2 separate regions of the Mus musculus genome follow, and region 1 is linked to region 2. Evidence: chromatin contacts called from public promoter capture Hi-C data. All regions are on one chromosome and are shown on one strand. The core of a region is the stretch at or near the end of the contact, and the rest is flanking DNA. Distances in the headings are between cores, read along the strand shown.

Region 1 (4,224 bases), core at 1,083-3,582, 2.7 Mb before region 2:
GAGGCCAGCCTGGTCTACAGAGTAAGTTCCAGGACGGTGAGGGCTACACAGAGAAACCCTGTCTCAAACCCCTGCCTCCCCCCCCCCCCCAAAAAAAAGTCTTTATTAGCTGCCCAGCAACTGGACTGGGATTTTAGGATCTCACCGTACCAGTGAGCCTTTCTGAGGGCGAGCCTTTAAGCACAACCCTATGCTCTGAGTTGATATACTTCAGTTATTAAGAGCAGTTAGCCAGAAATGGAACTGTAGAAGCTAAAAGGAAGGTTAGTACATTTTGAGACTTTCTCAGAACTGTATGGACTTTGATGGATTAGGTCTTTGTTTTTGTTTTGACAGGTGGTACTGTCTACATTTCTTACAGCTTGAATGGTGCTTCCATCATGGAGTCAGTTAGGCTAAGGTCTGGGGCCCTGTTACAGTGCTAAATATGTGACCAAAGCGAAGTAGCCTCAGGGCCAGCCAGCACAGCGTTCTAATTAAAGCACTGTACTGCTATAGAGGTGAGAAGACCCAGGAAGTAGCAATACCTGGGAAACTCATTTATGTGGACTGGAATTGTTCTTTTCAGAGACTTACGCTGGCATCTGATCGTCTCTTAAACCATACTTACAAAGCTGTATTTCCTGTGCCATTAAAAAAAATGTTTTCTTGTTTTTAGGATGTATATATATATATATATATATATATATATATATATACATACATACATAGACACCAATTGAAATCAATCAACATGAGGATTCACATTTTCTGTTGCTTTTCTTTCTTTTCTTATATTTTTATTTTTTTCGAGACAGGATTTCTCTGTGTAGCCCTGGCTGTCCTGGAACTCACTCTGTAGACCAGGCTGGCCTTCAACTCAGAAATCTGCCTGCCTCTGCCTCCCCAGTGCTGGGATTAAAGGTGTGCACCACCACGCCCAGCTTTTCTTTTTCTTTTAAGACAAATCTGGAGTACTAAAAACCAATATATAAAGAATGAAAACCTACTGGTTCGCTATAGACGGCTGCTGGGACGTATTTCAGGAGACCAGATCCTTTAATAACACTGGTGGGCTTTGGGGTGGGGGCTGGAATATGGTGGGGAATCCAAGAGCAAGTCACAAAACCAAGGGGATTCCTTACATTTGTAGTCCTTCGAAGGAAGGGTGGAGTCTGAGTTTAGCAGATTAGTGAAGGAACTAGGTAGGATTTAAAGGTTTAATTTAGGAGGGTAATCCTATTGTCGCCCTCACCCCCAAACCCCACCTTGGGACTAACTGCAAGGCTGCTTTAGTTTAGGGCAGGTGCTAGGGAGGATTTAGGACATGGCTCATTCCACCGCCCCTTACCCGGGCAGCCTCTCAGATCTATCAAAATCCAGAAACGTCCATTCAAAAACACCGTGCTTGGTCCTTAGGGGAAAAACAACAACAACAACAACAACAACAACAACAGAACAATAGCCAACAACAACAACAACAACAACAACAACAGAACAAAAGCCAAACCAGCACAAGAACATGTTAAGAGTTGAGCTTGCTTTCTGATTCCGTAGCTGTTCCCTTGTTATCCATTCCTTCTCGGAGAGTCTCGATTCAGTGGGTTCGGAATGCGGTTTCTAACTCGGAACCCAGCTTCTGGGGGAGGGAAAGGAGAGCAGTCAGCAGCAGCCGCCCAGAAGGGGCCGGGGTGAGGCCAGGAACCGACTCTGCCGGAGAAAACCGGTAGGTCGTGTCCTCTCTCCGTCCCTACCCGAGGCTCCCACAGCGGAACTTCAGGCGGGACAACTGTTCCGGAACTAGAGGAGGAAGTTCCGTGTGTTGCAACACGACGGAATTATCAGGTGGCACTTCCGGCGAGCCAAGATGGCTGCGGCCGTTCAGGACTCACGTGTGAGCCCAGGGGAGATACTGAAGCGTTCTCCGAAGAAGAAGAAAAAGATGAAGATGGTAGCCAAGGCTGCAGCGTCGAAGCTAGAAGATGAGGTCAAAGACTCTTCTGATGGAGAAGGTAATGTGGCCTGGCGGAGCTTCGGCGGCTGAGCTTCCTTCCCATGGCTAGGGTTGCGTTTCCTTGCCGTTGAGTGTGTGGGGCGAGTGAGGTTGGGCGAGGAGCCCTGCTGTTCCGAGGCTCCTCGCTGTCACGGTTAATTTTGTGTTTCCACTCAGTCAGCTGTTACTGAGATGGGCGAAACTGCCGGTGCCAATCAGAAACTTAACAGTAAAGGAAGAGATAATGACAGGCAGTACACAAATTAAGAGCAGAGCAAAAGATGGGCAGGCGATAACCCCAGGCCTTTTGCAGGTCCTGTACCCGCTTAGAAGTGGAGTAAAAACACGGTTAGTTGTCGCAGATCAAAACATAGGCTAAGTGTTTGGGCACAGAAGAACCAAAGCTGGTATTGAGAACCTTGCAAAATGTTCGCATCTTTGGGAGGATTTGACTCTTTTTACTTACAGCCAGTCAGTTTGTTAGCAGATCATAGAAACGGCTGTAAGAGCAATGTTGCGAGCTTCTATTTGGAACCCCTAGCAAAGTGAAAGGAAGGGTCGCGATTGAAATAATGGGTGGGATAGGCTCAGGGAGCCAGCAGCAAGAGGCCACAAGAGAGAAGAAATACTGTTACTGTGCAGGGGGGATTGTGAGCCTTTGGGAGTTAGAAAAGAGAGAGTTAAAGAAATGGTAAAGGAGAGATACTGAAGTAACGTTTGATACAGTTTCAGAATGAAAGGTAGGTGAGTCTCCGGAGGTCTCCCCATTGTGTGGCTGGGGTTGGCTGCTACTTTTAAACATACTTCTTGGCAGGAGCTTCTTAGGAAGCTCAGGCATTTGGCTCCCACACTCCTTTACTGCTTCGGTGTGGCTAATGCTTTCAGTTAACCGCGAATGTGGCTTCAGTTACTACGGGAAGCCACTAGTTCATGAGTAACATTCAGAATTTTTAACTTGCTTTTAACTTGCATGATAGGTCTGGTCACTTGCTGCTCTGCTGTTTTCTGTTCATGTTGGCTGCTCATTCTGGAGGTCTCTGCCTTTTGCCTGCAGTATTCCTGAAACACCTGTATGTCACCTACATTTTCATTGACTTCAGTCTCTGGTCCAGTACTTGTCAAAGAGATTTTCCCTTATTTTTCTAATGCAGCCTTTTCTGTCACTCTCACTTGAGGCTTGATGCTTTGCTTTCTTTAGACGCTTTTATTATTATTATTACTTTATTTATTTTTAAGTTGTATGTATGTGCGCTGGGCGTGAGAGGAGATTGAATGGCTGCTGAGGAAGAAACTGTTCCTGTGGAAGAGCAATGCATGCACATGTTCTCCAGCCCCACTCTGCTCACTTTAAAAGCACCACGTTTTAAATCTTGTGAAGCGTTTGTGCTGTTTGAAAGTTCCCTAAGTGTGCAGACACTTGAACCTCAGTTCCTAGATCAACAACTGTCACTCAGGGGTCCATAAGTTAACGAATGAGTGCACTTGGACTTCAAGACCAAGAAGCAGCTGACTAAGCTTTTGAGGTCCTCAGCCCTCACCAGAGGGGTTAAAAAAACAACCTGTTGGGCAGGAATTAGAAGCTCTGGTCCTGGTGGTGTTTTTACTGCATTGGTTTATTTGCTGTGTACCCACATGTGGAGGTCTGAGGACTTATAGGAGTTTGGCAGCAGGTGCCATTACCTGCTCAGCCATTTTATCTCCTATGGTACAGTTTTGAATTGAATAATTGTAAGCATTACTGTCTAAGAAAAAAAAAACACTATTACATTTAAGTAAGACATCAACACTGCTTTCGGATTTGGGTGGAAATTGGATTTCTTTTCTCAATATTAGATAATTGCGAGGGAAAATGTTCTTTTCAGCACAAATACTGACTAGGTGTCTAAAGTTTTCTTCAGCTTTAGATCATATGTTAAGGAGGCTTTTGAATAATATAGAAACATATAATGAATATAATGAAAACATATAATATAGAAACATCCAATGAATGTTTGCACTCTATTATGTTACAGTAACCCTCTAGGCAGTGACTTAGAGTTACAGTTACAAGAGGATGTGAACACAAGAAATGGTCAGGATGGAGTGTGTCTGGGTGAGGGCATGTGCGGGAAGTATTTATATTGTTCAAAACTAATGATACCACCCACATATGTGACCTTGCAAATAGAGAATCCACAGTTATGAGGTCAAATGTATCCTCTTGTGAACCACTAACAGCCTGTCTGCAGCTTCTGTGATGATCACCACCTACT
Region 2 (4,462 bases), core at 832-3,331:
AGACAGGGAGGCTCTTAGATTTATTCTGAGCCTCCTCTCCTGTGCAGAGAAGTCTATTTCACCTGTGATGGATGCATCTGTCCACCCTGGCATGTACTGTATTTCATTTCTTTCCCCAGAGCCAAGGCAAAGAGACAAGCAAGAGCACTGTTGGAGCTCACAGAGATGCACGGAGATGCTTGGCAGCTAGCTATATTTACATGGGGGCTGGATGTTAACCTTCTGCATATCAGAAGGAATGTGTCTCCCTAAGTCAGCCTCCATGGCTAGGAGCTAATCTTCCTTTCCATTCTGGTGGGTCCTTTGAAAAGCTCAACGTCATCCTATTCAGAGCTCACATTAGACTCTTCCAAATCAAATCAAGCCATTACCACACACACACACACACACACACACACACACACACACTTACACTACGAATAACTATCCAGAAACCAAGTTTCCAAGGAGTCAGATCTAGGAACCCCACCCCAGGCTGACCCATGGCCCGTTCCTCTGTGACCCCACTCATCCTTACACTTCTCTATGCTGTGCCCCTAAGCAAAAAAGAGCATGTGTTTCATCTGGTCATACAGACAGACTTTGCATCTCCACTGGAGTGGCAACTTTGTAAAAAATGTTTCAACCCTATACTGATATTCTTCTTGGAAACAGTGTGGATTCCAAGAGGGCAACCTCACTCGTCCCTTTACCACAGTTAGGCTAATTGGGAAGCTCAGACCTAGAGCCCACGGGGGCTGCCTTTGCCTCCTCCAAGGGTGCCTGCAATGGATCACTTTCCTCCTCCCGGTAGGCACAAGGCCACCCTATAACATAGCAATTCTGACTCCTCTACTAGAGAAATCAAACCCCAAGCAAGAGCCACTCATCTAAACGAACTTTAAGAGCTGACTGGAAAAACATCAAGGATCATCGGTCTATTCATGACCGTAACTGTTCTCTGAGACCGAGCCAAAGTGTCACCAGCAAAATCCACACACGCGCACCCAGGAGCACGTCCCCACCCGTGTAGGCATATCCCCACTGACTCGGGTTTCTCTCACCCACCTTTGGTTGGGAGCAAAGGATCAAACCTTCTGCCTGCCTCCCTCCCTCCCTCCCCTCCCCTCCCCTCCCTCCCTCCTTCCCTCTCCCTTGCGTAGTATTTTTTTTTTCAGAGCGAGTACTATTCCAAAAACTGTTAACTGTGTCCCAGCTGGAACATGAATGCAGTCAAAGTCTTTGCTATTTTGCTACCTGGTAAGGGGACATCCAGGATTAGTAGCCTATTCCCTAGGAGGAGAACCCGGGAACGACTTTCCAGAGACACAGGCTGGGACCGGTACCTCTTCACTGTGCTGCTGCTCACACACGGGCACAGAGCGCACTGAGATCTGCATCCTTGCAGCAGATAGCTCCAAAGCCAGTCTGGCCCGGGAAACCTCCCACAAAAATAGCACGAACCCCCTACCCCCTTTCTCGCTAATCTTCCTTCCACCACTAACAGGGACTGAAGAAAAACCAAGTGCTTAAAGAATGCTCCTTCCCCACTCCTGGGGCACGTAGCATCCCTATTCCGTGCCACCACTGAGCATCATGAGCAAAGCCTTGGGCTTTGAAAACTGCCATAAAGCATCTTAACCAAACCAAAACTCATTTCCCCTCTTCATCCCAGGGCAAGCAGAGCCAAAAGACTAAACCTTAGGATCTTCCTTACCTGACGTAGGTCCGTCTCTGTCTCTCTGACACTGTCTCTGTCTCTCTCTCTCTCTGTCTCTCTGTCTCTGTCTCTCTCTCTCTCACTCACACACACACACACACACACACACACACACACACACACATACACACACACACACACACGGAACCCTCCACCCTCCGGCTCTGAGTGACCCGTGATGTCTTCCACTTACTTCATCAATAAGCGTAGCCCTCTACCATCTGGCGCCCGCTCCAGCTATGCGCTCGCGCAGTGCGCCCCCATTCACTCAGCTTCATTGATCCCCAGCAGCAACACAGAGTTACTTTCTCTTTTGCTACAGCGTAAATGTAAGCTTTGGAGGGGGCGGGGTTGCCTCCGAGCGACGGCGCGATACGCCAATGAAGACCCAGAGGCTGCCGCCCGCTACATCACAGTGGTCTCTGACCAATAAGAAGCCGAGGAGGGCGGAGAAAGGGGCGAGGCCTCGCCTTGGGAGGGAGGCCGGCTCGGACCCGCTAGTGGGTTTGGTGTGTTAGAACGCGCGGGTGGTGATGTCATTGGCAACCAATCAAAAACTTAAAAGTGCTAGCCCGGGCCCGCTTGGAGCAGCGGCTCTCTATTTACATGTAAACCTAGGCAGCAGGACGCGGTTAACCCTTCCTGGGACTGAAGTGTCAATGGCTTGCTCTGGTCGCTCCGGCTGAAACTGGTTCTTCTGACCCTCCCCCGCCCCCTGTTGAGGACATCAGCCTCGCGGGGTCTCCATTCCGCCTTTTGACTCCAGGTGGAGTGTCCATCCAACTTTCCCCAGGCCGGAGACGACTCGAAGCCGGGTCCCTCCATGGCTGTGGCTGCGCCGCGCGGGACGTGAGCGTGCACAGGGCCGGCCTCCCCGCAGCCCCGCTTGGCCCGGCCCGCAGATGTCGCTGCCCCTCCGGCTGCCCTACTGCTCTCCCGCGCGGCGGCTGCGCGCCGTGCTCTTGTTCCCCTACTTCCGTGACCCTGTCACTCCTCCGCCGTCCCCAACCTGTTCTCAGGAGCCCGACTCCGATCCCGAAGGCGGCACTCCGGAGAGCTACTCGGAGGAGGACGCCTGGCTCTGTGAGAGCAGCCACTGGGGGCCGGTGTTGAAGGGCAGCGTGGGCGCCGTCCCGCAGAGCTGGGCGTGGCCGGGCCCTCCGAACGCCCCACAAGCCCCGCAGCCCAGGCACCGACCTCCTCCCAACGCGGTCCCCGCTTCTCCCGCGGCCACCTCCCCCTGTGCGATGTTTTGGAGCCCGCAGTCCATCCGCCCCCCGGTGCTGGGCCGCCCCCGGCCCTCAGTGGCGCAGGGCCCTCGGCGAGCCAAGGAGCGCCAGCCTGGAACAGCAAGCGCCGGCGGGAAGGAGCCAGAGCTCGGGTTGAACAGCCAGAATGAGCGGCGCTTGAGGAGCATGGAAGGGCCCACGCCAGCTCTCCCGATTCCCCGAACTTTGTCCATCAGAGGGGTCACTACTGGTCGGGGTATGTCACCGGTGAAGAGAAGTGGGAAGCTGAGCAAGCCTGCTAGCGCCTTGCCAGAAAAATATCAGGGAAGGTACAGAAGAATGACCCTGGAATTCAAAGGAGTGGAAAAGCCCAGATGAACTGTGATGAAGTTGCGTTAAAGAATCCTAAAGCAATAGAGCTTTTTATACCTCCCTACCCCCTCAGAGAGGAAGACCAAAATGTGAAGTAATTGAAGTGGAATAAAACATTATCAGCTCCGTGGCAGGTTCAGATGTCCTTAATGATGGGAGGCGTTTGCTTTAGGCCCCAGACATTCACCATTGCTGTTGATCTAGGATCATAAGGTGTCCAACCATCATCACCTTCGCTGACTAGCTCTGTCGATTCAGCATGATCTCCCTTGAGTTGAGCACTTCTACACAAGTGCACACTGGGGTTGGAAAAGGATTTTCTTTAGCCCCATTCTGTCTACACACCCAAATACACAGCACCCACACCCGAATGTCTGCACACGAGTGTCCAGGTCGCACCCTTTGGTCCTTAGATCTTTGAGGATTAGCAGGATCAGGCTAGTGGAGGAGGTAGGCTGTGCGCATTTTCCGTGGAACCCAGAAAAGAATTTCCCAGAGCACTTTTGTAGGTTATCTATATCCCTGAATATTTACTGCTGGGGTTCCCATTTACGGTTTGAGTTCTAGGTATTAGGTCTGATGCTTGTCTGTCCAGCCACATTTGCTGTGTTCATCACTGTGTACATTTGTAAACAGCAAACTCCCGTCCTTGCTCCGAAAAAGATGAAAAGATGCTTGTGGAAGTGGTTGGGGTATAGTAGAGCGAGGTTCTCTATTGACCGAAGGCTTTGGGAAGGTTGTGTTTGCTTTAGGCTGGAGGAGCCTCTGTCTAAAGGTACTGACAACCTGTAAATTGTGATTCACAAAGCCTGATGCCGGCAATGTGAGAAAGAAATGTAACTCATTTAATGAGATGATTATTATAGTTTCAGACTAATAAGTTATAGTAATTCTGTTAACTAAAAGTCTGTCATCCAGGCTGAAAAATTGGGAAAACTGACAAAATTACTCATCAATCAAACCCGAAGCATTGAGTAATTTCCATGTCATTAACATATGCATGGTAATTACCAGCCATTAACATATGCTAAAGATCCGGAGGCTTTTTAAATTAGGCAGCAGTTTGAGTAGCTATACTCAAAGAAGTCAGATTCCAGGTAGGTTTTTCCACTCACTACTCCAGGATGCTTTTGTGCCAAGGGAGGTGATTTCAATTACTAAT

What was found. Promoter capture Hi-C pulls out the DNA fragments that hold promoters and counts their contacts.
Region 1: a contact with region 2 is called in a promoter capture Hi-C map of embryonic stem cells, with 29 times the contacts expected there. The contact joins the promoter of A430105J06Rik here to the promoter of Dusp10 in region 2.

What each region holds. Positions count from the first base shown.
Region 1 is chr1:186,746,931-186,751,154 of GRCm38.p6, reverse strand. It overlaps A430105J06Rik (a long non-coding RNA gene), which reads right to left and starts at 2,332. Exons shown (of 2, transcript XR_003948551.1): 1 at 1,331-2,332. Rrp15 (ribosomal RNA processing 15 homolog (S. cerevisiae)) reads left to right here and starts at 1,797. Exons shown (of 5, transcript NM_026041.2): 1 at 1,797-1,991. The coding sequence starts at 1,847.
Region 2 is chr1:184,032,000-184,036,461 of GRCm38.p6, reverse strand. Dusp10 (dual specificity phosphatase 10) reads right to left here and starts at 2,081. Exons shown (of 4, transcript NM_022019.6): 1 at 1,893-2,081. 1700056E22Rik (RIKEN cDNA 1700056E22 gene) reads left to right here and starts at 2,464. Exons shown (of 1, transcript NM_028516.1): 1 at 2,464-3,430. The coding sequence starts at 2,602. The coding sequence ends at 3,306.